Regions from separate parts of the Mus musculus genome. Here all the other regions are linked to region 1. Evidence: chromatin contacts called from public HiCAR-type, HiChIP or PLAC-seq and promoter capture Hi-C data. All regions are on one chromosome and are shown on one strand. Each heading gives the region's core, a stretch centred on a gene start, on an enhancer-like site or on the middle of the called end of the contact. The rest is flanking DNA. Distances are from core to core; before and after follow the strand shown. Region 1 holds the start of Ephb6 (Eph receptor B6). Region 2 holds the start of Olfr455 (olfactory receptor 455). Region 3 has its middle 21 kb from the start of 2210010C04Rik. Region 4 holds the start of Gstk1 (glutathione S-transferase kappa 1).

The links. HiCAR-type assays count read pairs that join an accessible place to other places. HiChIP or PLAC-seq counts read pairs in DNA pulled down with a chosen protein or histone mark. Capture Hi-C pulls out chosen DNA fragments and counts their contacts.
Region 2: a promoter capture Hi-C map of liver shows a contact between it and region 1, with 2.6 times the contacts expected there. The contact joins the promoter of Olfr455 here to the promoter of Ephb6 in region 1. A contact is called at or near these places in 7 of 39 promoter capture datasets (cranial neural crest, embryonic stem cells, liver and 3 more) and 1 of 9 other capture datasets (liver).
Region 3: a contact with region 1 is called in an H3K4me3 HiChIP or PLAC-seq map of the SCID.adh cell line, with 11 read pairs. The contact joins the enhancer-like site here to the promoter of Ephb6 in region 1. A contact is called at or near these places in 11 of 39 promoter capture datasets (the 3T3-L1 cell line, HPC-7-derived erythroid cells, embryonic stem cells and 6 more), 5 of 484 Hi-C or Micro-C datasets (DN3 thymocytes, cerebral cortex and double positive thymocytes) and 7 of 115 datasets of contacts at active chromatin or transcription factors (the 230-238 cell line, the SCID.adh cell line, bone marrow-derived macrophages and 3 more).
Region 4: a contact with region 1 is called in a HiCAR-type map of astrocytes, with 5 times the contacts expected there. The contact joins the promoter of Gstk1 here to the promoter of Ephb6 in region 1. A contact is called at or near these places in 18 of 39 promoter capture datasets (the 3T3-L1 cell line, the HPC-7 cell line, HPC-7-derived erythroid cells and 12 more), 1 of 15 datasets of contacts at CTCF or cohesin (pro-B cells), 24 of 484 Hi-C or Micro-C datasets (the AML12 cell line, B cells, the G1E-ER4 cell line and 16 more), 20 of 115 datasets of contacts at active chromatin or transcription factors (the SCID.adh cell line, astrocytes, craniofacial prominence and 12 more) and 1 of 9 other capture datasets (embryonic stem cells).

Annotation. Positions count from the first base shown.
Region 1 is chr6:41,602,112-41,608,329 of GRCm38.p6, forward strand. It overlaps Ephb6 (Eph receptor B6), which reads left to right and starts at 3,400. Exons shown (of 18, transcript NM_001146351.2): 1 at 3,400-3,709. Gm27549 (a small nuclear RNA gene) reads right to left here and starts at 194; the gene lies at 133-194.
Region 2 is chr6:42,536,700-42,542,395 of GRCm38.p6, forward strand. It overlaps Olfr455 (olfactory receptor 455), which reads right to left and starts at 2,321. Exons shown (of 1, transcript NM_001081301.2): 1 at 1,368-2,321. The coding sequence starts at 2,321. The coding sequence ends at 1,368.
Region 3 is chr6:41,053,608-41,059,660 of GRCm38.p6, forward strand. It overlaps Tcrb and Trbv4. Among named protein-coding and RNA genes, the nearest start is that of 2210010C04Rik, 21 kb to the left of the region's middle. Within about 2 kb of position 2,239, at least 14 of the 459 cell types and tissues checked have an H3K27ac peak or open chromatin away from gene starts, as enhancers often do. A contact at or near this core is called in the SCID.adh cell line, where this site is marked.
Region 4 is chr6:42,244,128-42,249,758 of GRCm38.p6, forward strand. Gstk1 (glutathione S-transferase kappa 1) reads left to right here and starts at 1,808. Exons shown (of 8, transcript NM_029555.2): 1 at 1,808-1,966; 2 at 2,423-2,504; 3 at 2,684-2,812; 4 at 3,357-3,457; 5 at 3,607-3,642; 6 at 5,252-5,368. The coding sequence starts at 1,895.

The sequences.
Region 1 (6,218 bases), core at 2,150-4,649:
TGATGAGTGTAAGCTGACAGCTCTGTAGTCTGCTCAAGACAGCTCTCTCTTGATAGGAAAAATTCTAAACACATTCTGGATAGTTCATTTATTTTCTGACCCAAGTCAGAAAGAGTGCTAAAAAAAAAATTCTTGTGTTTTCTGACCAAAGTCAGAAAACTTGCTAGGAAAATTCTACAAGAGCTCTGTTAGCTCTCTAATTAGTTTTTTGGTTTTCCAAACAAAGTCAGAAAACTTCCCAGACAAATTTCAAACAGGAACTACAATAGCTTTCCAGACAGTTCATCTTTTATAGACCAAAGACTAGTCTTTGATGTATATATCAATTCAGTCATTTGCCCTAGGTTCCCTTTTGATTATCCCATGAATCAGCATTTTATGACCTTAGCCCCTTGATTCTTGAAATATAACAGCAAATACATTGTTTTTAACATAGCAAATGAATTCAGAAATCTGTGTGCCTTTGTAAACATAAATAATAAGCTAGCTGAGTGGATCCCAAGATCACCACTCTCACCATTCCTGGACCTAAAGCTGCTCTATTCCAGGCTGACCTTGAACTCAGAATTCTATCTGCTTTTGTAAGCATAAACACTAAGTTTATCTGGGTGGGATCTTGGCCTGAGGTCACCTTTCCCTTAGTCTCTTTATCTCCTTAATATTCTTCTGTTAGGGCTGCTCAGAGAAACCCTGTCTCAAAAACAACAACAACAACAACAACAACAACAAACAACAAAATATCCGTCTGACAAACCGGCTACCTCTGTTCTTTTAGGTTCATGAAGGCCCTCATAAATTCATGTTACATCCTTATATTTTGCATAGGTGCAAAATTATACACTCTTGAACCCATTTTTCAGAGTTCTTTGCCATAGCCTTAAGGTCTGTCTTGAAAGTCTCAGTGTCACAGAGACAAATTCTCATTTCCTAGGATCGTTCTGTTCTTAATTATCATGGAATCATTAACCTTGGCAGAAAAGACTTTCCCCCTGGTGGGGGAGCATATATATATATATATTATGTATGTGTGTGTGTATATATATATATATATATATACATTTATATATGTATACATATGTGTGTATATGTGAATATATATGTGTGTACATATATATGTAAATACTATATAGTATACAACTTTATATAGATATATATAAAGTTAAATATATGTATTATTATACTGTCCAAACAAGCCTTACACCTAGCAACCATCAACACTAATGGAGGCCCACTCCCTGTTGGCTGCTACAGCAGGAACCTTGTGATGTCTTCCTTTCCCTTCCCTTCCCTGCCTGGGCAGGACTCAGCAAGTGTGTATACATACATCCAGGCAAAACACTGATACACAATAAAATAAAATATAAAAACTTGGTTTGAAATCATGTAGATTAGGATATAAGGCTAATTGTAATAATAAATTGAATCTTCTATGCATCCTGGATACAATAGTGTTTTTTTTGAAAACCAGACACATTCATGTTTTCTTAGCAAGAAAAAAATTGACTGATTACATAAGTCTAAATTAATAGAAACAGAATTTGTAATATGTCATACAATAAAAAGAAAACAAAGATTTTATTGTAATCACAATGCAAAGTTTTGCTAGAATTTCTGGGCTTCATAAAGAAATATCTATATTTTGGTTTTGTGACTATGTTTAAACATGCTTTATGTACTTTCTTACTTTTTAAAGTTTCCAGGCATGTAGGAAAGGCTGGAGGTACAGGGTATATGTTTAATGAGAGCACCAACAGCATTCCAGATGGTAACAGGAAATACATAGATGCCCAGATAGATGTGATGATAGATACATGGTAGAATTGTCTAATAATGAAGATGTTGCAAGATCAGCCTCCCCCCTTTTTTCAGTCGTTGAAAGCATTGGAAACAGTTAACCACAAATAAAGAAAGCTCTTTATCAGAAAGCTTAGAAACAAATGGAAGAAATACGAGTTATAGGCACACCAGTGTAATTGAAGTTTTAATGAGGTCCAAATGCAGGTCATTAAACTTAATCAGGCTTATTAATTGATCCTCGATATTATGAGCGAACAACCTCCTGTCCAAGTAGGGACTCGTTATTTGTCTTTATCTTTCTATCACTCATTCAGCCAATTCATTAACGACTGTTTCTCTCGCAGTACCTCAAGGAGTTTCATTGTTTGGTTTCTTGTGCATGTTGGCTCATAGTCTCTTTCACAATTTTCATTGGTTTCTAAATGTTCTTTAAGTACCAGTTATGATCAGCCCATAAGCAGCTAGCTAGTACTTTCATAAGGATGCCTTTGAATAAGTGAAAGGGGGTATAAGATGGGACAGGGTAATAGGGGCGAAGGGGTGTGCAGATTTCACAGGATACCTGTTCTCCCTCAAAGAACCAGCAGGTGGTAGCAACACTTCGTGCGAAGGCTGCAGCCCTGCTCCGCGGGACCTAAACAATAGACCCCCACAAACCAGTACTCTAGTTTAGAAATGGTTAGGGCTGGGTAGAAACTCTTCTCCCTAGTAGCAAGCTCGCTCTGTTCCGCCCCTGCATCCAGGTACCGACTGAGTGGACCTTCTACGGCCTCTCATCACTGTGGGATGGTACTCTGCGGAGCGCGCGCCAGGGAGGTGGCACCTAGACTGGGTGCAGCGACTTGTCCAAGCCAGGTCTGCGCCAGGCACAGACATCGGACTTCCCGGACTCCGCCCCAGGCTTCCCTGCCTTTGAGGCGGTTGAAGGTTCAATTCAGAGGCCCCATCGCTGACCCAGATTCAAGGCACAGAAACAGATACAAGTCTGAAGCTAGCACAGGGACCTTTTCCTTCCCAGACGCTTGCACTGTCTCTGGTTGTTCTGCCCTCCCGTGCTCCCAAGACTTGTTTCTCCTTCCACCTCCTCCTTTTTTTTTTTTTTTTTTTCTTTTTTCTTTTTTCTGCTCACGCCCACCTCAGTTCAATCCAGAGTAGAAGCCCCACTGGTTTAGTTCCTAGAGTTAAAGAAGAGAAAGGGAGGAGCCATAGGCGCAGCGCCTGGGCTTCAGCCTGGCCATCAGCTGCCAGCCAGTAGCGCTTTGCTCCGCTGATGCTCGGGCGCGAGCTACAGGGTTTTAAACACGCCTCGCAGCGGCGCCCACTGGCCGCCTCCTCCCGGACCCTAACTCGTGCGGTCCTCCTGCCCACGTCCCCTCCGCCCGCCAGGACCTGCGGGAGGAGGCCGACCCTCCTCGGCACACGGGCGGGCCCAAGGCGCGCCCAGCGTCTCCACTGCACGCCCCGCTGGGGATCCGGCGCCGCGCACTTGGGTCCTAGGCCCAGAGGGCGGGCTCGGCTCCCGGAAGAGGAGAGCGAGAGCGGCTGAAGGGGCTGGAGAGGGGCGGGCCAGGCTGGGAGAGACGAGAGGGGGCGGGCCCGGCTGCGTTCGCCCAGCTAGCGCTGGGGAGCAGCGGGCGTCCGAACCCGAGACCACAGCTCAGCGACTCCGATCGTGACACCGGCCCCCGCACGATTCCCCAGGGCCCCGCCTAGGGAGCAGTCCCTGCTTGCAGCCTTGGGTCCTCTCCCAGAATCCCAGAGACTCTAAGCTGCGAGCAGACGCGGGCCCCTGGGAAGCGAGGTCCCCAGACCAGAGAGGACACGCGCGACGCTAGGAAAGATCTGCGAGGTGCAGATCCACCGCGGGGGCCTCGGGGGGCGCAGACCTGCAGAGCTGGAGGCCGGCGGGAAGGTGAGCCCGGGATTTGGGAGGTCGGAGGGTACTGTGTCTGGAGAGTAAGGGATTAAGGTTTGCAAAGTAGAGGATCTCTCTAGCCTGGGCCTATGCACACCCTGGATGGGGGTCTTTTATGGGGGAGTACTGGGTATAGCTCTCCAAGGCGAGAGTAGGTTTCTGAGAGACTGCCCCTTCATCCATGCTCTTTATTCTGTGTGTCCTGGGTATTAAAATTCTTCCATCACGTTTCCATCGACCCTCCTGTGCCTGTGACTTGGTGTGTGTGTGTGGGGAGGGGGGTAACCTCACAAAGGTCAGGCTCCCAGCATTCAGAAAAGGTTTGTCCATGCCTCTGACTCCTGTGGCATCTCTCCAATCCCCTCGCTGCAGGGTGGAGCTGGCAGGGGCAAGGGGCAATCGACATCTACAGCCCCCTTAAGCCTGGAAATAGAGGCTTGGAATTTGAGCCCCAACCGTAAGCACGCCCCCTCCAGTGGCAAACAAAGTATCCTGCTTGCTCCTGCCCCAGCTCCACCCCCTCTATGCATCTGGGTGCTTGGCCCAGCCTGCCTCTGCCCCTGCCCACTGATCTTGGCCGTCTGGCACCCTCTCTCCTCCCATCCCTGGGGGAACTGGCAGGGGACCAGCATAGCTGATGTTGTAATATCCCTGGCAGTGCCCATGTAGAAGTGCTGCCCAGCCTGTTCCCAATCAGTTAACTCAGGCCCTCCACCCATCAGGGGAACTTGACTCAGGTGGCTCTGGAAGGGAAGATGATGCTTCTCAAAGGAGAGACCAGTGGGAGTGACTGGTAGGGCTGTTGAGAGTCCTTGGAGGCTGAGCCAGTAATAGGACATTTAGGGACTGAATCTTGCTCATAGCAACTATGGACCCTTGAAAGCTGTGAGCCTTTTGTCTTGAAGGAAGATTGCCATGAGTGCCCCAGTGTACCTACCTAATGACGTATGGATGAGTCTTCTCCAGTCTATTGGCCCATTCATCGTACAAGAAGATGAATGATAAAGACCAGGGAGTTACCAGTGTGCTGGGAATAACAGGCCATGATGGCTGAGCATGAGAAAGGCAGGGCCATTCTCTGGGATAGCCTTTCCCCAGCTCTTCACCGACTCATGAACCTGTCCATATGGTTTCCTATCATTCTTCCATGCCTCACTGCAGGTAGGAGGACTATGGGAACATCTGAAGATGCAGGAAGCCTTGGTTCCCCTTCCTCTACCCAATGCCCACCCAGTGCTTCAGCAGAAGCATCTTGCTAGAGAGCAGCTCACAGCCAGTGAAGATGGAGCAGGGTCCATAGCAAGGACAGCATTTCATTAGACCCCTGAAACTCAGTGCTCTGTGTTTTGCTGCTGTCTACTGACTCTCATGTGCATTTCCTTATACTCCACCAGTCATTTGCAGATTCAGGAACTACTCCAGGCCCCCAGGGCTTTCTCCCATCACCTTTCAGGACTCATTGCTCCCATATATTTGCCCCTAACCTCCCCCCCCCCATACTCTTTCCCAGCACTGTTATGACCCCAGTCAGTGAACAGCCAACGTGATTCATTTTCCATGGCTGTCTGGCTAGACCTAGACATTGCTTGCATCTTAAATGCCTCTCTTGTCTGCAAAGACTGGGAGTAGGAGGTACAAGTGCTTGAGCCAGCATGCTTCTAGGGTACATTCTTGGAGGCCAGAGATCTCCAGGGACATAGAACTGTCCTCGGGTAGGTAATCCACAAATTGGCTCCTCCAATTTGGTCAGCAGAAGGTCAAGAGTCAGATGATAGCTACCTCCTCCCTGTCTGTCCTGAAGGCTGCCTTGAAGCCTCATGGGATCCTTTTCAAGGCACAAGGCCAGAGCACGGAGAGAGCTCACCCGAGAATCTCCAGGGTGCAGATTAAAGGGTAGAGACTGCAGCAGTCAGCTGAACAAGGATTATATTGGAATTTCCTGGGTGTTCAACAGCTGCAGAACAGGACAGAGGACTAGCCTATAGTACTGACCCCTCCCACGCTGACCCTGCAGCTAACAGGTGTGAAAACCAGCTCAGCAACCACAAGGGACCTAAAGCCACTGGTCCCTCGCTTTGGGAACGCTCCCCATCCTTGCTGGACAGCAGCTAACCATACCTCATGAAACTCTCTCCCAAGCCTCCCTCTGTTGCCAGAGAGGCCCCTCCTGACACCTTACAAGTATCCAGTTCCCTCTGTTTCCCCTCTTCCCCTTTGTAGACATAGTCTTTAGCCCAGCATGGAGAGAGAGGAGCATGCTGACAGCTTAAACTTCTTGGGAGAGAAGCTTAAAAGAACACCCAAGTCCAAAAGTTACTTTGCCTTTGTTGCTGACATCCTTTGGCTCCATCACTGCAGTTTTGCCCCTTGGGTCTTATAGTTAAAAATTCCTAGTTGTTCCCAAAACTAATGGGGAAAGGGGAAAATGAGAGAATAAACATACAAATATAACATATGCCCTATGTGTGCAGTTTCAAAATTATCCCGTTATATATCCTTGCTTTGT
Region 2 (5,696 bases), core at 1,071-3,570, 930 kb after region 1:
TACCTCCTCCTGCTCCCATGAGCATTCACAGTGAAATTAAGGAGAATCAGGTTAATGAATAGGGCATGGGCATTTGACAGTGGACTTCCAGATGATTCAACCACTTCTCCAAAAGCCATTTTAGAGAACTTAATCTTCATCAGGCAGCCTCCCCATGCATGCTATCTGTGTCTGATCATATGAATCACTTAGATTTTGCCCTGATGGCAACTGAGACGACTGAGTCTGGAAAGATGGAGGGAAGAAACCGGCCCAGGGAGCAACCCTCAAGCCTGCTGGCTACTCCTTACCTCTGTTTCCATGTGTGAGCCTCTGAGTACTGGCTCAACCTCTTCTTTTACATTTGTCTTTGTTCCCTGGCTAGTACCTGCCACATCCATGGCCTCAATAGCCACCTATAACCCCAATTGATTCATCCTCTTGAGCCTGCACTGTGAACCTTGGGTTTGTGTCTTTTCTGCTCTAACATGGTCTTCATTGTCCCAGCCACATATCAAAACAGAGTGACAGGCCCTTTCCTCCATGGCTTCTGTTCCTGGGCTCTCTATTTCAGCAATCGCACCACCATTTACCAAATGACCTGGGTTAAAAATGATCCCCAGAGCTATTTCTGCCTGGTTCAATGTCCAGTCAAGGTTATGTATGTTTGTTCTACTTCTTCATCACTGACTCTTCTAGCAACATCTAATTTTCTGTGCAGGAACCCTGAACCAGTTTCCATTTGCCTCCCACATGGGAGGTGGAAACTGATGCCCAATTATGTCTGTCTCACTGCATCCAAGCTATCAGACAAAGGCCAAGGGAGCACAGTAGCTCACAGTACAGATCCTTCAGCCATAGCTGAGATCCTTTTCAGTATGCTTCAGCCTTTGCTAACCAGTTTTGTTTGGTTCCTTCTCCATCCTTCTCTTCTGGCTAATGCCGACTAAGCTTCTAGTATTCCAAGTAGCCAGAAACCGTCTGTAACAACTCCACTCGGCTTTGACAAATCTAGCGTGATTAAGGGGTCTCCAAGCTACTCTTTCCATGTGCTATTGCTCTTCACATCTGTCCTTCAAACCACAGGCATCATACAAAACAGTCACTGGCTTGCATAGACCTGGGAATTATGGGGAAAACTTGGCAGGAATCAAAGGAAGCTCTCAATGTAGATCAAGGTCTCTCCACTTCTTGATATTCCTCCAGGAAGGGATGAAGGACACAGCCACCACTTGTGCCTCTCTTCTCTTGCAGTTGCCAAGTTCTCTTTCCTAAATCTCACCCTTGAATTCCCAGGAGCTGCTCCAGATGCAAACACTAAACACTAGGGGACACTTCAGCAAATGAGAGTTCCCTACTCTATCTTGGTCTCTGCCAGTTATCAGGGCTCACACAGACCCTGATCCACGGAACCCCAGGACCCTGTGAATGGCAGAAGTGATCTCCCGGTTGCGCAGGCTGTAGATAAGAGGATATAGAAGTGGTGTGACGTTGGTATAAACCAGCGCTAGTGTGCGATCCAGTCGAGGGGAGTAACTGGATTTTGGCCGCACATACATGAAGGTGGCACAACCATAATGCAGGAAGGTGACAGCCAGGTGTGAGGCGCAGGTGGAGGCAGCCTTGCGTCTGCCTCCACCACCATGCAGGCGGCGCAGGGCAGAGGCAATGGCCCCATAGGAGGTCAAAATGAGCATTGAGGGCAGCAACAGCAGCACCAGGCAGGCTCCTAGCAAGGGCAGTTCATCCACATAGCTCCGTGTACAGGCCAAGTGCAGCAGTGCGGTGATGTCGCAGAAGAAATGCACCAGCAGGCGGGAGCCACAGAAAGGCAGGTGGAACACTGCCACCGTTAGCCCCACGGATACAGCTAGTCCTCCAAGGCAGCAGGCCAGGGCCAGGCGTGCACATAGACCTGGGGTCACTATAGATGCATATCGCAGGGGGTGGCAGATGGCCACGTAGCGGTCATAGGCCATGGCTGCCAGCAAAAAGCACTCAGCCCCACCCAGTGCCACAAACATCTGCATTTGGACAGCACAGCCCAAGAATGAGATGGGACTGCCCCTGCCATGGCCAGGCATGCTCAGGTCAGCTAGAGAACGGGGCACCACCACTAGCGTGTAGCAGAGTTCAATGGCTGACAACTGGCAAAGGAAGAGCAGCATGGGTGGCCTGCTTGGCACGGAGATCACAGCCACCAGGATGAGCAGGTTACCACTCAGAGTGGCCAGGTGCACGGCCAGCAGCACCAGGAAGAGAAGGGGCTTCAGATGTGGAAACTCAAAAAAACCTTGAAGGAGAAAGCCACGGGGTATGGTGTTATTGCTAGGGATGTCCATGCACTGGAGTCAGGCGGCACCTGTGGGAGAGAAGCAGAGGAAGAGTGAGCCTGTGGCAGTGGCCTTTCTGACGGCTGAGAAAGGATTACTTGGGACTTAGAACAGAATAGGGAGGGGTGGCTGCAAAAATGGTCCACGATTCACTACAGGTCCCTCTTCCCTACCACATCTCCAAAGGGATATCTTACCAAGTAGTGTAGCTTTTCCTGTCTTCCATACTAGATCTAAGTAGCTGCTTTTTCAAATTTCAGTTTCCAGAGAAGTCCTGATTCCCAGAGGAGCCTTTGGTCTTATATCACATCATTCCTGACCTCCATATAAAGAGTCAAGCACTGGCCACACTAGGGTTCTGTATTACCATAGGTCTTAGACTTCAAGGTCCCCCAAAGCAGGATGTGTCCCGGCCTCTCTACTTCTTCTCCATCCTCTTCCTTAGCTAGCTTTGCCACTGTGAACTGCCTTCTGAGTTGTGTCATGGACTCATAGAGTACAACATATATACGGGTCTTCTAGACAACCTCACTCAACTTCTTAGTTTTAAAGAGGAAGATATAACTGAGCTGGGATTGGGGCTGGAAATACAGGCTTTAAATTCTCAAAGAAATTAATAAAGAGAAAGAAAGAAAGAGAAAAAAGAAAGTAATTTCCCAAGACTGAATCCGGAAGTCTCCACAGCCCATATAATGTTCTAGAATCAGGTCACTGGAGTCAAGCTGACAATATATATTACTTTAACCTTCACTAGAGACCTAGCGTTATGGTACATACTGGGACAGACACTCAGGCAGCCAGGATGCTCTGTGGGAGATCCTGTTGGAGTTGTCAGGATCCAAATTCATCAGACATTGTGACTGATACACTAGAAAAAGTGGTGTGTGTCTGTCTATCCTGGCTCAACTCTCAAAGTGAGTACCTTCCTCAGTTGTCATCAGATCCCAGATTCTCTCTCTCTGTGACTCATCTGTAAGTAACAGTTGGGAAACATTGTCACTCTGAAGGTCTACTCTGCTGCTCAGAGTCTTCTGAATGTAACAGATGTGGGATGTAACAAAGGCTGTGGGACCTGCAGGAGGATGTTTGACCTTTTAACAGATGTTGAAAAAAAAAACCCTATTTTTAAAAATTCATTATGGCTTTTAAACACTTAATCCTAGACTCAGACATTCAATGTTCTAATCAACATGGACTGTGTAATTTGTTCATAGTCCTCATGCCAGGGTGCAAGAGTGGTGAAGTCAGGTGAAAACGGCCACACATAGTTGAATGAAAGAGCTGCAAGGAGAATGGCTTTTTCCATTGAATGCACCTTTTAGAGAGTTTTGATTTATAGACACCATCTTATTCTCTTTCTTGTAGTATTTGAAGGGAGCATTTACTAACACATTCTATTCTAATGGAGAAAGAGGCGGGTGGGACAGGAATAGGCTTGAGAGGGGTAGACTCACTTCCAATGGGGTTTAAACCCTTCCCACCTTTTGAGAAGAGGTGGATTTTCCCATCTATCGAACACATTCAGCCAACTTGAGTCCTGTGCCCATTCTCAGCCAGATGCTGCAGCATTAGGAATGAAGTTCAGAGAGACAGAATTGGTGTCTTGAGGTTGCAGGCAGATCAACCTTCTGGAGTGCCCAAGACAGAGACAGCTCTTGAGCTGCCTCTGCTGGCCTCCTTACCACTTCCTTTTCATCTCTGTACAGAAGCTAGTGGAGTGGGCTCTAGAAGGAGAGACAGACACAATCTGTTTTAATTTCTTCCCTTTCCATGATGTAAACCAGGCAGATGGCAAGAAACATTGGGTGGTGGATCAAGCACCTGCATCAAGTTGCTCAAGGAGAATCATGTTTCAAAGTAAGGCTGCCTAAAACAAACCAGATGGGTCAACTAATTGAACATGACCAAGGGGCTATTTCTGCTTTGCTTAGCTTTTCAGGAGGGATTGATATAAACTCCAGGAATGTAAGCTAGCTGTAGTAGGCTAAGAAAATGGAAGTATCAGCTGGCCATGGTGGTACTCAGCTTTAATCCCAGCACCGAGAGCCAGAGGCAGGTAGCTGCATACTCTTCCAAAGCATCAGTGATTCAAACCTGCAGAGAGAGAGAGAGAGAGAGAGAGAGAGAGAGAGAGAGAGAGAGAGAGAGAGAGAGAGGCCTGGATCACACTCCTCTCTCATAAAGATGAGGGTGGAAATTTTCACTCTTCTGGCAGATTAATAGCACCAACAAAAATAATGAACACTTAAGAGAGTTCTAGGGAAGTGATCAGGAGGACTTGAAACATAACCCGTTTAACCTAACAACAACCCAGTGAAGTAAATGGATTCTTCTCACACTCATTTTAGAGGTGAGGAATTCAACTTCTAGATAACTAGCTAATGCTAGAGCCAATTTGCAGGCAAGAATCTTAGCACCCAGTAACCTTTGGTTTTACACATTTGTTCTGCATGGTCTAGACAATGGTTTGTGATGGTTATACTTTCAGTTTTAAATTACTTGATTAAATATATAGCAAGGCAAAGTAAAAGAATAAGTAACAAAATAGCCAACAAAACACCACCAAATTAGATGCTCAAACCATCCAGCAGAAGAAGCTGGGGAGAAGATTCAATTGTTAAGAATACCATCTGTCTTTGCAAAGGCCACAGGGTTTGGCTCCCAGTATGCATATGGTGATTCAAAACTATCTGAAACTCCAGTTCCAAGAGATCTAATGTCCTCTTCAGTCCTCTGCAGGCATTAGGCATGCATGTGGTATGCATACATACATTAAGGAAAAACCTCATATGCATGAAATAAAAGTAAACATATCTTTAAAATTTTCATAAAAGAAACAGGGTCAATAATAATAAAAAAAAACAGTCAGAAGAAATGGACTGAAGTAGTTCTTTTGAGGCAGTTAGCCTGTGTTCTGAATAGAGATTTGGGTAGTGCAGCATCTCTTTGAGTGAGTCTTACACATAAAATAACTAATAACAGCAGAGATATAACAATCAAATCAGGGGCTTGGGCACAGAGAGCAAAAACTGACTGCAGTAGTCCCTTTGAGGCAGCCAGAGGCAATCCCAGGTAGAGCAGAGGGCCCTGTCTGCAGAGCCTTCCAAGTCAAAGGAAAACCAGCCCCAGATACAGACAAGATCAACAAATCAGGCACTCAAAACACCCAGCAGAAACCAACTGGGGAAGCTGTGCCAGTCAGCTGGCATTCCTGAATGATGAGTTTCCCACGGCTGGATTTCTGGCTTCTCTTCTACCCCTATAGGCACTTTTATATCATGTGATAAACAATGGCAACCTCTGTTGCAGAAGGTTCATCTTCTAACTATTTTCCCTCTTTCTCACAGAGTTAGGAGACACAGCCCATCCCCAGACAAGGGACCT
Region 3 (6,053 bases), core at 989-3,488, 550 kb before region 1:
CTCTAATTTTTTTTTTGTCTTTTGTGTCCTTTCTGCCTATGCAAACAAATGCCACCAAACACGAATCACTTCCATTAACCAAACATTTTTTTTTTTAGTTTATTTTAGAGTGAACATTGTAGTAATTCGATCAAACTTTAAGGGCCAGAGTATGTTTGAGCATGCTTGATTTAGGGTGGAAACACCCTTAAGAAAAGAAAAGCCTCCTGCAACTTGTTCTAGCAACCATATTCCTATTAAGTCCGAGTATGCAAACTCTTCTGAAGCTATATGGCTTTAGTGACCTGGAGGATACCATCCCTTGTTTTTCACACGTAGAAATGTTTACTCCTCAGAGTCTTAAGGAATACCTACCCGTGTTAGTTAGTATTTGCTAAGTCTTTACTTTCATTGTTTATCAACAGGATCCCAATTGGCATCTGGTCCAGAACATTTGAATGACAATTCCCCATGCGTTGCGTAAAATTTGGAACCCAACCAACATTTCAGGGCATCAAGATACTTACCCAAAAGTTTCTCCCCATTCCCCAAAATGTTAAAGACGCGATGTCTAGTTGAGAACTCAAACATCATTTGCAGAATGTGTGAGTCTGATATTTTCCCTCAAATGATGAACACTAAGAGACCAACTATCCACTAGTTACACTGCAGTTTCAGCTGCTGGACTTAGAACTCCTCCGTTTGGAAACTTCTTGAGAATGCCTGTAGCTCTCAGAGATTACTCCTTGCATGGGCCTCAGGCCATGTGCATTGTGTGACCTCTCAGGCTGAGTGATAGTAGGAGCTTGGGTCAGGCTTGTGTCCTCTGTGAACAAAAGCTCTCTTTCCCTGTGAAATGTGCTTCCGAAGCTAAGGGTGTTTAAAGATAATGCCACTCCTCTTCCAGCATTACCCAGAGAGGCCCTTTATGTCCTTGTGGCCTTAGCCAGCCCCAGCATCACTCTCTTCCTGCCTTCTTACTTGTTCATTGGCCACCACTTCCTCAGATGGTGCGTATTGAGAAATTAGTCTGAGATGGGAGTGCCTTGGACAAATTATAATACCCCTCCTATATGTATCCCTCCTTCTAAGACCTCTGCTACCTCCCAGCCCTAGTACACAGCAGATGCTAAATTCTAAAACATTTTTTCTTGTTGGTGTGCTCTGTTTTCTTTTTTACATTTATTTATTTATTTATTTATTTATTTATTTATTTATACTTACTCACTTTACCTCCCTCTCTCACTGCCCTCTTCTTGGTCACCCCCTTCCCCCATCCCCTTTGCCTCTGAGTGGGTGGGACACCTCCTGAGTGTCCCCCTCATCCCGGCACTTCGAGTCTCTCTGAGGCTAGGTGCAGCCTCTCCTACTGAGGCCAGAGAAGACAGCCCAGCTTGAAGAACATATCCCACGTACAGGCAACAGCTTTTGTGATAGCTCCTGTTCCAATTATTTGGGACCCTCACGAAGGCCAAGATGCACATCTGCTACATATGTGTGGGGAAACCTAGGTCCAGCTCATGTATGTTCTTTGATTGGTGATTCAGACATTGAGAGCCCCAAAGGTCCAGGTTAATGGGCTCTGTTGGTCTTCCTGTTAGAGTTCCTATCCTCTTTGCTTTCTTTTGTATTTTGTTTGAATCATAAGAAGCAGAAAGGGGGAATTTATTCACTGTGCTCACATTGGGAAGAGGGTCCAAAAAAAAAAAAAAAAGAAAAGAAAAAGAAAAAAAATCCAGTGACTCCTTGAGTCCATCTTCAGGCTTCCGATAAAGCAGTTTAGTTTCAGCTTTAAACAGAGGGCCAGAGGTATGCATATCTAAACAACCTCCATCAAATGTGATCCTGCCCATCACTGTTTTAGCTCCATCTTTCTGAAAAGTATAGTCTGATAACGTGCAAATCTCTTTCTGGGAGAAAAGTTTTCCTTCTGGTAGGTCCTGTATGATTCCCAGTAGTTTAATATCTTGAAGTCCATTGTTTCATTCTTATGAAAGCCAAAGGGAGGTAGATAATATACAGTGTCTTTTTTGAATGTCTTCACTCTTTTGATTCTGTCGCATAACCTCAACCTTGAGGTGGTATATATTTGTAAAACAAAAATCATCAACGGGCTCCAAGAAGGAAGAAAAAAGATTAAGAATGCTTTTCATTCCACTGGCCACAAGGGGGAGCTGTGGCAATGAGATTCAGACTTCTGAGGAAGGCCTAAAAGAATTCACTGTTTGAGAGAGGGTTAAGAGAAACTTTGACTTATTTATAGCATGGAAAAGTGTGGTCTGCAGAGGCTCTGAACAGTGCTGTCAGGTGAATGGCTAAACACAGACCTCTTTCTGCACTGAAGTTCCAGCAAATGGTCTGACTGACTTCTTTTATGTGTACCTGCATGGAATTAGAAAGTAGTTGGAGATACAAGAACTGGGAACCCACAGGTAGGTGCAGGTAGAGAATACATCTTTGAAAGCAATATATGAAGCTCTAGGAGCTGGGTTTATGGTCTAACTCAGTCAACTCTAGTCTGGTCCAATCTTGCATGATGTGAGCTCCTATGACTAGCAGTGAATGCTGCAGACCAGGGGTTCCTTAGGACATTTGAGCATACAACCAGTGACAAAATCTACTAGTTAGGACGAAAGAGACCAAGAATCTCATTTCTGTTTCCCTCAATGAATTTCCGTTTATATCATCAAAGAATTAGACTAGCAATATCCTGTGGCTGTTCTTCTTCTGGGCAATCCTCTCCATTCTTGGAGAACTATATTTACACAATAATAGGAAACACTTCCTCTGGGCATATGTTCTATTAAAATAGCAACAGCTTCAGAAGATATCAAGAGCAAAGTCCCATTTGGATTCTATTTTCAACTTCTATCTCTATCTACAAATACCCTGGAAACAGGACTGCCCTGATGCAGACATTTTTGATGCTATCAAAATACCCGAAGATAGAAAACCAGAGGGCATTGGCTGCCACCGAGAACATAGGTCTGAGACAATGTGTTTTAACTCAAGACTCTATCTCACTTTTAATGAATTTGGAATTTCCCTTGCTTTGTGGAAATCTGAGGATGTCATAAAATTGCATTTTCTGTGCGCAGTTGCTCAGTAGCAGAAAGGAAGTTCTAGGATATCTACCCATGCTGCCGTATCTATTCCACCATATTGCACAAAGTGAGAGTCTAGCCAAATAAGTTAACTGGAAAATTATCCACTTTTCTTCAAAGCTTATTTATGTAGCTCATCTTAGAACAAAACAAAGAAATACACTGAAGATTGCCAATTCAATTTTCTAAGCTAAAACCTAACTTGCTTTCTGTGTCGAGCTGCTTTCAAAATCCTCTGAGAACACCAGAAAAGGCAAACACATGCATATCTATCATCAAAATTAAAATTTAATAGTGAGGATCTATAATTTAGTGCATGGAATCTCTTGGATTGTTCTCTTGCACACTCAATTAAAATATTTACAACTCTCTCCCAGTAGTGTAGATCATATTGTTACAAATAAATTTTGTTAACTGCTCTTTTTAAGAAACTGGATTGAAATTAGAGTGATACTATGCAATAGTATCAATAACATATGTAATTGTTGTGAGAGGTTGGATGAGAATTTAATAGTTAAATAGGCAAAACAACTGATAATTTGTAAAGGTAAGTGGGAAAAGGCCTATAATGCAATGTCTTCTTTGGTTTGCTCTGAGTTTTTATTTGGAAAACTGGTTGATAAACCTTCTGGCTCAAGATAACATTAATTAGTGTGTATGTTGACTTTTATGGTTTTTTTGCCAGTGAGAATGTTGATCATTCTTTTCTGGGTCAGTGCCACCGTAACATTCCCTGCACTGAGCAGAACAGAACCAGGCTGCCTTGCTCCTTGTTCTGTAGGAGATGTGAGAAACAGTCTGAGCACAGAGAGATGGAACACTTGTGACAATGACATCTCCATGGGTGCCTGTGCCACACTAACCACAGGTGACAGAGTCAGCTGTGAGACTCTCTCTTCACCATGACCTGCCAGGGCACTGTCCCCTGATTTCTCGGGGGATTTCTTCTGATGGAAATCACTCAAGGCAGAAGCAACAGTGGGAGTTTTGGTCCAAGGTGGACGATTTCATATATAAAACAGATGAACATGTAGGCTTCTCCCACTGAGACACACACTGTCTCAGCGTGTGTCTCAGTGGCCAGATAGAAGGAGCTTAAAGAAAGCTAAATTCAGACTCAGTGACAAAATAAGGCCCTGGCTGCCAGTTAGTCCACTTCCTGCTTTCGCTGGTTCTTCTCCAGCCTCTGCCTCATCCCCACTGCTCCTAGATAGTTCTATTTTTAGGTGACAGCCAAGCTAAAATTGCTTCGTTCAACTCTTGTTAGGGATGGCAGAGTCAGCTCTGGGTTCTCTGTAAGGCTGCCCTCTCTCCAGCTTCGCTAGAGCTTTCAGGAAGTAAAATCTGCATCAATATTTGTTTCTGCCTATCCTTCGGGCAAAACTAACAATGTTTTTTTTTAATTATTTAAAAAGTATTTAACAGTATTTCTAACTAACATTGCTTCCTGTAAAGAAGGTTTCCTTGGGTCAGGGTCCGTTCGGCATCATTTCTAGGCACTGCTCACCTGATTGCATCAAGAATATTTACAGAAAATAGGATAGATAATTACTTTAAATCAGCTTCAAGCATTCTCACTGTTCCTGCATGGTCATGATTACATTGTGACCTGTCCCTTACAATGTCCCCCCTCCCACCTCTTCCTTGTTTTCTATTTCTTCTTATTATCTTCCTTCCTTCCTTCCTTCCTTCCTTCCTTCCTTCCTTCCTTCCTTCCTCTCTTACTCTACCTTGGTTTCTCCACCAAACTTTCTCTCTCCCCTTTCCCACCCTCTTTCTCTTACTTTCCCCCTCCCTGTCTTCCTTCCTTTCTCTCTTTTCTTCTCCTTCTTTCTCCTTTTGTATCTCTTGCTTTCTCCTTTGAAACACTTCATATGTGAGCTTTGTGAAGTAAGGAAACACGATGTGCTAAGGGCACCAATGAATGCTCACAGAATTTTTAAATTATTGACTTTAGCTCACTGTTTTACAGATGAGAAAATGGAGTGCTTAAAAATGAATTGCTGATTTCCACATAACATGACCTGTATGATCCACAGGTAATCTATATATTTTCTACATTTGTTTTGGCTCTTGAACTCTGGCTGACTTAGTCCTCACTTTATGGCCCAGGTTGGCCTTGAACTCAGCAATCTTCCTGTCTTAGCCTTCTGAGTGCTGGGATTATAGGAGTTAAGACCGCATACCTGTATTCAATTCTTTTTGCTCCTTTCAGAATATTAATATCCTAAGTGTGTGATTATTTTCTTCTTGCTTTGCACTGTGTTGGCATTTAATGTCTCAAACAAGTAAGCCACATTTGTCCTTCCGGGAAGGCTTGTGTTCTTATTTCTTCTACTGATGTAGTCTTATGTTCCTTCTGTGTCCAGTAAAACATACATGTACCACCTGGGTTTACTGTTTGGCGGTATTACCAAATTTTTTCTGTTTGTCTCTCTCTGTCTGTGTCTCTTGTGTCACTCTGTCTCTCTTTCTCTTCATGTCTTTGTCTTACTCAATCTGTTTCTGTCTTTGTCTCTCTCTTTTTCTTGCCCTTTCTCTCTCCTCTCCTCTCCCTTCCCCCCCCCACGTGTGTGTGTGTGTGTGTGTGTGTGTGTGTGTGTGTGTTTGTGTGTGTGTGTGTATTTTTGAATCAAGCACCTTTCTGGCTGTGGTGATAGACAGACAAATCACATGTCATCTACAGTTGAATCTACTACCTGGTCTGATAGCTGCAGTAGGTAGGGCTTATTTGCCCTGCCTTGACCCAACTATGGGCTGTAGGCTCCTAAGCTGTGTGGCCTTCTGCCTCTTGGGAATAGGTGAGTAGTTGTGGTCCTAGGCCAGGAGATATGATTTTGTTTGAGTCCTTTGAGAATGACTACTTCTGAAATGTTTCCGAATTATGATTATCTTTCACAGGCCCTTTGGAGACGGCTGTTTTCCAGACTCCAAACTATCATGTCACACAGGTGGGAAATGAAGTGTCTT
Region 4 (5,631 bases), core at 558-3,057, 640 kb after region 1:
GGCTCTGCTTATTGGGGTTTCAAATATAAGCATTGTCTCTACCTTATGTAAGAAGATAAAAATTTCATGCATAAATACCAATCTTTCCCTCCATCCTCCAATGTCTAGTAATTATTATTATTATGTTTAGTTCTTCTGTGGGTCCTTTGGCTACCTTATGTAGTTTTGTTTAACATTCTGTTTCAACAGCTCTAATCAGTGTCTAGGGTTCAACTGGATAAGTGCACAGCCAGTGACTCCAGTAACTGAAGGTTGTCTCTGTACCTCAAGTTTCCATTCAAAGAACTACAGTGTAATTTATTAAAGAAATAGAGAACTTATGAACCTGAGTTTCCCAACAAGCTGCTGGGTTTCATCCAATTATAAGCATCTAAGTTTAACGAACCACAGGTAGTCAACCATCAGAAGATCACGTCTTAGTACCACCAACTCCTCACCATGACCAGTTATTTCTGAGCCTTAATCACTTTTTCTGTCTGTAAATATTAAACGCCCACATTGCAGAGTGGCACTCTTTGAACCTCTCCTGATGCTACCTAATGTCTGAAGTGTTCTTTGCTAAAGGTACTCTAAGTTGTCTAAAGCTTTCTTTTAACACTAGCTATTACTCTCAGCAATATAATGGTGTAAGAAAATAAAAGTAAGTACATTTTTAACCTGTCAGTATGTGATGTGCGTATGTTTGAATATTACAATGTGGGCACCCCACATGAGGAGGTCTTTCCTTGTTGTCCACCTTGTTTAATCAAGGTTCTGAATATACAGCAGTATTATGTATGCTAAGATAAGTGGCCAGGGAGCTTCCAAGGACTCTCTTGTCTCTACCTCCTATCTCATAGTAGGAACACTGGGATTACAGATTAATGCTACTAAACACAGCATCATGTGTACTCTGAAGATCAAAAATCAGGTCAACACAGTTGCACCATTGACCCACTAAACCCCCTCCACAGACGAAAAGGGAATATATTTTTGTTTTTCCCCCCATATCATCTATAATACCAAAACTTTTAATAATAAATGATAACAATAGTATATGGTTCCAGGATATACAAAGCAACATATCAAGACCCCACCCCACTCCCCCAAAAACCCTAAATAAATGAATAATACTAGTAGCAGATGAAGTCCTGTGCCTTCCCTCTTGGGATGTAAGTCATCCTTTTGTTTAGTGTGTCCACACTGTATATATTACCTACCTCCATTTCTGTGACCACCTCCGTTATCAGATCAAGTGCTGTACTGATGAAATACTTATGTTCAAGTAACATTTTTATTATAATAAGGCACAAATTTTAGTGTGGCATGTTATGGTTCTTCTAGCATTCATCACTAATGTGCCTAATTTATAAGTTATAATTTACTGTGTGTAGAAAAAAAACATAATATGTAGAGTTTCATCTACAGTTTCAGGCATCCCCTGGGTGTGCTGTAATGTATAGAATGAAGATTTTTTAAAAGACCACTATGTCAACTGTCAAATTCATTCTAAACATTGTTCTTATCTCTGAGAAAGTGAATACAATAAAAGATGCAATTCGGAACTTCCATATTGCCGGTCTTTAAACGTCATCCAACGCAAATTTGGATCCTTGTGTATTGCCTTCTTGCTTGAGGGACAAAGTTCTAGAGCTGGCTGCACACACTTGAGATCCTTCTCTGGATCTGACCTTCCCCTTTATCTCAGACTCCGCCTTCCTCATCCGCTCTTGGTCTACCCGTGTACACCCCTGGGCCAGCCCTATAGGGCGGGGCCTCTCCCGGAGACTGCGCACTAGGGCCCTTAGCAGACCCGCCTGCAATTCGCGGACTACGATTGGCTGCTTGCTCTTCAGCTACCTAAAGCTCTTCGGCAGCCCAAGGCTTCAAGTTCACTTTCTCTCACCACTGTAGAATGGGGCCGGCGCCGCGCATCCTGGAACTCTTCTACGACGTGCTGTCCCCGTACTCCTGGCTGGGCTTTGAGGTGACACGGGGGAGCCGCCCGGGTTGTGGTCTGCGAGGCGAGTGCACAGTGGGGCACTGATCACCGGGCTGCAGAAATTCCAGTGGATGCCCTCAGGGTTAGCACAGGGTTCAGGTTCAAGTTCACTTTGTGCCTTTAAACGGACCGAGACTCCGCCAAGTAGGGTCCTGATCCTAAGGTCAAATATTCTCTTTCCACAGACCCTAGAAAGAACAGAGGCAACTCCAATGAAGCTAGGTCAAGTTCGGGGAGGGGGATCAGGGGCGCTAGGATGCTCTACGGGATGAAAACCGTACACTGGAGTAAGCATTCTGGTATCTATTTCAAAGAACTGAGAGTTTTGTCCTATTAAACCAACCAGTTCAGTGTGAAGTCCCCATCTCTGTCCAGCACTTAGAGGCAGAAGACAGCCCTCAAATGCCACACAAGCTCCCCTTCTTATCTCTGCACTTGTAGGTCCTATGCAGATACCAACACCTCTGGAATATAAAGCTGCAGTTGCGGCCCACTTTAATCGCTGGGATCATGAAAGACAGCGGTAAGCATGAAGAAGCTCCACCTCTCTGGGCAAGGAGGGTTGCTTTCTGTGGCCTGAGGGGCCTGTCCTGCACTGAGTATGCAGACCTCAGCCTAAACTAGTAGTTTGCTTTCTACTGGAGAGGTTCCAGTAGACCCTCATGTCCTCTCTCACCAGTTGTCTTAACTCTCCACTGCCAGGAAACCAACCACCTGCTATGGTTCCCCGAAAAGGCCAGTACATCTTCAAAGAGATTCCTCTCCTGAAGCAGTTCTTCCAGGTTCCCCTCAACATACCCAAGGATTTCTTTGGTGAGACTGTGAAGAAAGGTGAGGAGGAGGATGAAGAGAAGACTCGGCAGTTAAGAGCACCGGCTGCTCTTCCAGAGGACCTAATTTAATTCCCAGCACCCACAATGGTGGGTCACAACCACCTATAACTCCAGTTTCAGAGGAAACAGAAATAAATAAGTGAAGAGGGTCAGAAACACTGGGGAATGTAGTGGAGAGCAGTCCAGCTGAGGCTTTCATAGGATATCAAGAAATAAAACATGCTTGTGTGGGGAACCCAGCATCAGCTAGCCAAAAGAGAGGGATGGGAGAAGCAAGAACTGCATAGAGTAAATCCATTATGAGAAACTGGAATTAAAGACTGCAGGTGACGGAGCTTGGGGGAGTGTCTGAAAGAAGGATGAGCTTGGGGGCGTGTCTGAAGGAAGGATGAGCTTGGAGGCGTGTCTGAAGGAAGGATGAGCTTGGGGGCGTGTCTGAAGGAAGGATGAGCTTGGGGGCGTGTCTGAAGGAAGGATGACACGGTCCTCCATCAGGACAAAAGGAATAGGAATCTTAGCTCTACATGCCTCTGCCCCCACAGGAAGTATAAATGCCATGCGCTTCCTCACCACTGTAAGCATGGAGCAACCAGAGATGCTGGAGAAGGTGTCCAGAGAGATATGGATGCGTGTATGGTCTCGAGTAAGGGCTAAACTCTGAATCCTGGAGGGAGGGGACGGGGAGCTAGATGAGATTCTGACCTTGCCCGGGGCAATTTCCAGAAATAGGATCCTGCTGTCATACCGGTCTCTTTGCTATTTCCTTCTGGCTAAATGTTCTCTTCTTCTTAGGATGAAGATATCACGGAGTATCAGAGCATTCTGGCTGTGAGTGTCTAGACTGGACTCCCTACTATTGTCACAGGGAATCTGAGAACAAAGAAGGGTTCTTAACGATTGAGAAAGTTAGTGTCTGAGGGGACAGGTTACTATAAAGTTGGGATGAAGAGGATTCTTTGAAGAATGTTCTGTGGGCTATGGTTGTAGCTCGTACTTAAGCGCAGTTCATACTTAGTCTGCTTGAGTCCCTTAGTTTAATCCCCAGCCACAGCAACAAAATGTCTACTGTGGATAGCATATGAATAAAATGGGTTTGATGAAAAAAAAAAATGAAGTAAGTCAGTGTGGGAAAGGGAGGACCATGTGGGAACCCTGGATGGGAAAGGATGGAGCCTTCTGTTCTCAGGCCTCCAGGGATTCCCAGCGCAAGCTTCACTGATGTATGCCCATCACAAAGCAGGAGACTTTACCCAGACAAAAAGATAACTGACAAGTGAGAATTAAACAGATGCTCAGTGAGAAATAAATGAAAAGTGCTCAAAACATGGAGTGCATGCCAGACAGGGAGGGGGCTTTGAAAGTTAGATGTTCTTTGGAATGAAGTCAAGAAACTGAAAATGATCTTTTTCTCCTGTATACAAATGATACTTGACACATATTCTATTACTATGTGAGACACCAAATCACTCCTAAGCTAGATATGCAAAGAATGGCTACATTTCCCTCTAGTGTCTATATCTAGTTTCTAAAGGCATATACGTGGGGTCTGTAGTGTGTGTGGTGTGTGTGTGTGTGTGTGTGTGTGTGTGTGTGTGTGTGTGTGTGAGTGAGTGTGATGTGTGTTTAGTCTGGTTTTACTTAATATTAGCATATCTTTTCACTTCAGTGGCTCATCCATTTCCCCTGTTTCTCAACAACTCATTTAACTATTAGGAACAATAGCTCATAGGAGGTCAGGTTGTAGCTTCTCAACCTGGGCTGTACACTGACATAGCCATGAGTGCCAAGTGTCATCCTGGAAAGGCTGATGTCATCAATTAGGGAATAGCCTTCATACTGGGACTTTGAATAGCTCCTTAAGAGATCTCAGGTTGGAACACCACTAATTCTAAACTTTAACGTGCATCCTAATCAGAAGCCCTTTCATTGTCTGGAAGCTAACAGGTAGTTGTAGCCATGACTCTATTCCAAAAATCTTGAGGAGAATCTACAGGTCTTAGAACCTACCCTGAGACTGTTAGGAATTCTAAGGCAAAGGGACAAAAGCACTCCGGGCTTGAATTCTAGGGATATGGCGTTTAATGATGCTATTGACAAAAGTCTGTGCCTCTAAGCAAGGAATAAATGGCTGTTCTGTGTTGTGTCCTCATTGTGAAATGGAGAAATGAGGCTAGCTGGCCTCTGTGATGCCCCCTGGTGCAGTTTCTGTGACTTTGACTTCTTTGTGCCCTCTGCCTTTTCCGCTTACCTCCAGACTTTGGGAAAAGGAGACAATCTGTCTTGACTAGGCTAGATAACCTGTTACTTGCAGTTGAGCAAAGGTCTTTCCAGGAAAACTTGAGAACAGAGAGGGAAAAGAATAGGATTTCCTTCCACCCCCACAATGCAGTCTCAGCAATGCAGTGTCAGCGACGACAGCTCTTCCTTGTCTCCCCAGGCAGCAGTGAAGGCTGGAATGTCCACAGCGCAAGCCCAACACTTTCTGGAGAAGATCTCCACACAACAGGTGAAGAACAAGCTCATTGAGAACACGGATGCAGCCTGCAAATATGGGGTGAGCAACTACATGTGTTTCCCCAGCCCCTGTCTAAAGAGAGAGAAGTGATGTCACCATGGCTGTTCATGTTCATGGCTGTTAGCTGTCTTCTTCCCATCATGAGTCTTCCCCAGCTTTCCTAAACATCTCCTCCACTCCCTTTCTACCCCCTTAGCCTAGTCAAGGAAGGAAAGGATGGTGGTTTTTAAAAATAAGAATCTATGTGCCACATAGGTAGAGCTGAGAAGATTCCTGAGGCCAATGAGTCTCTTAGCAGACCT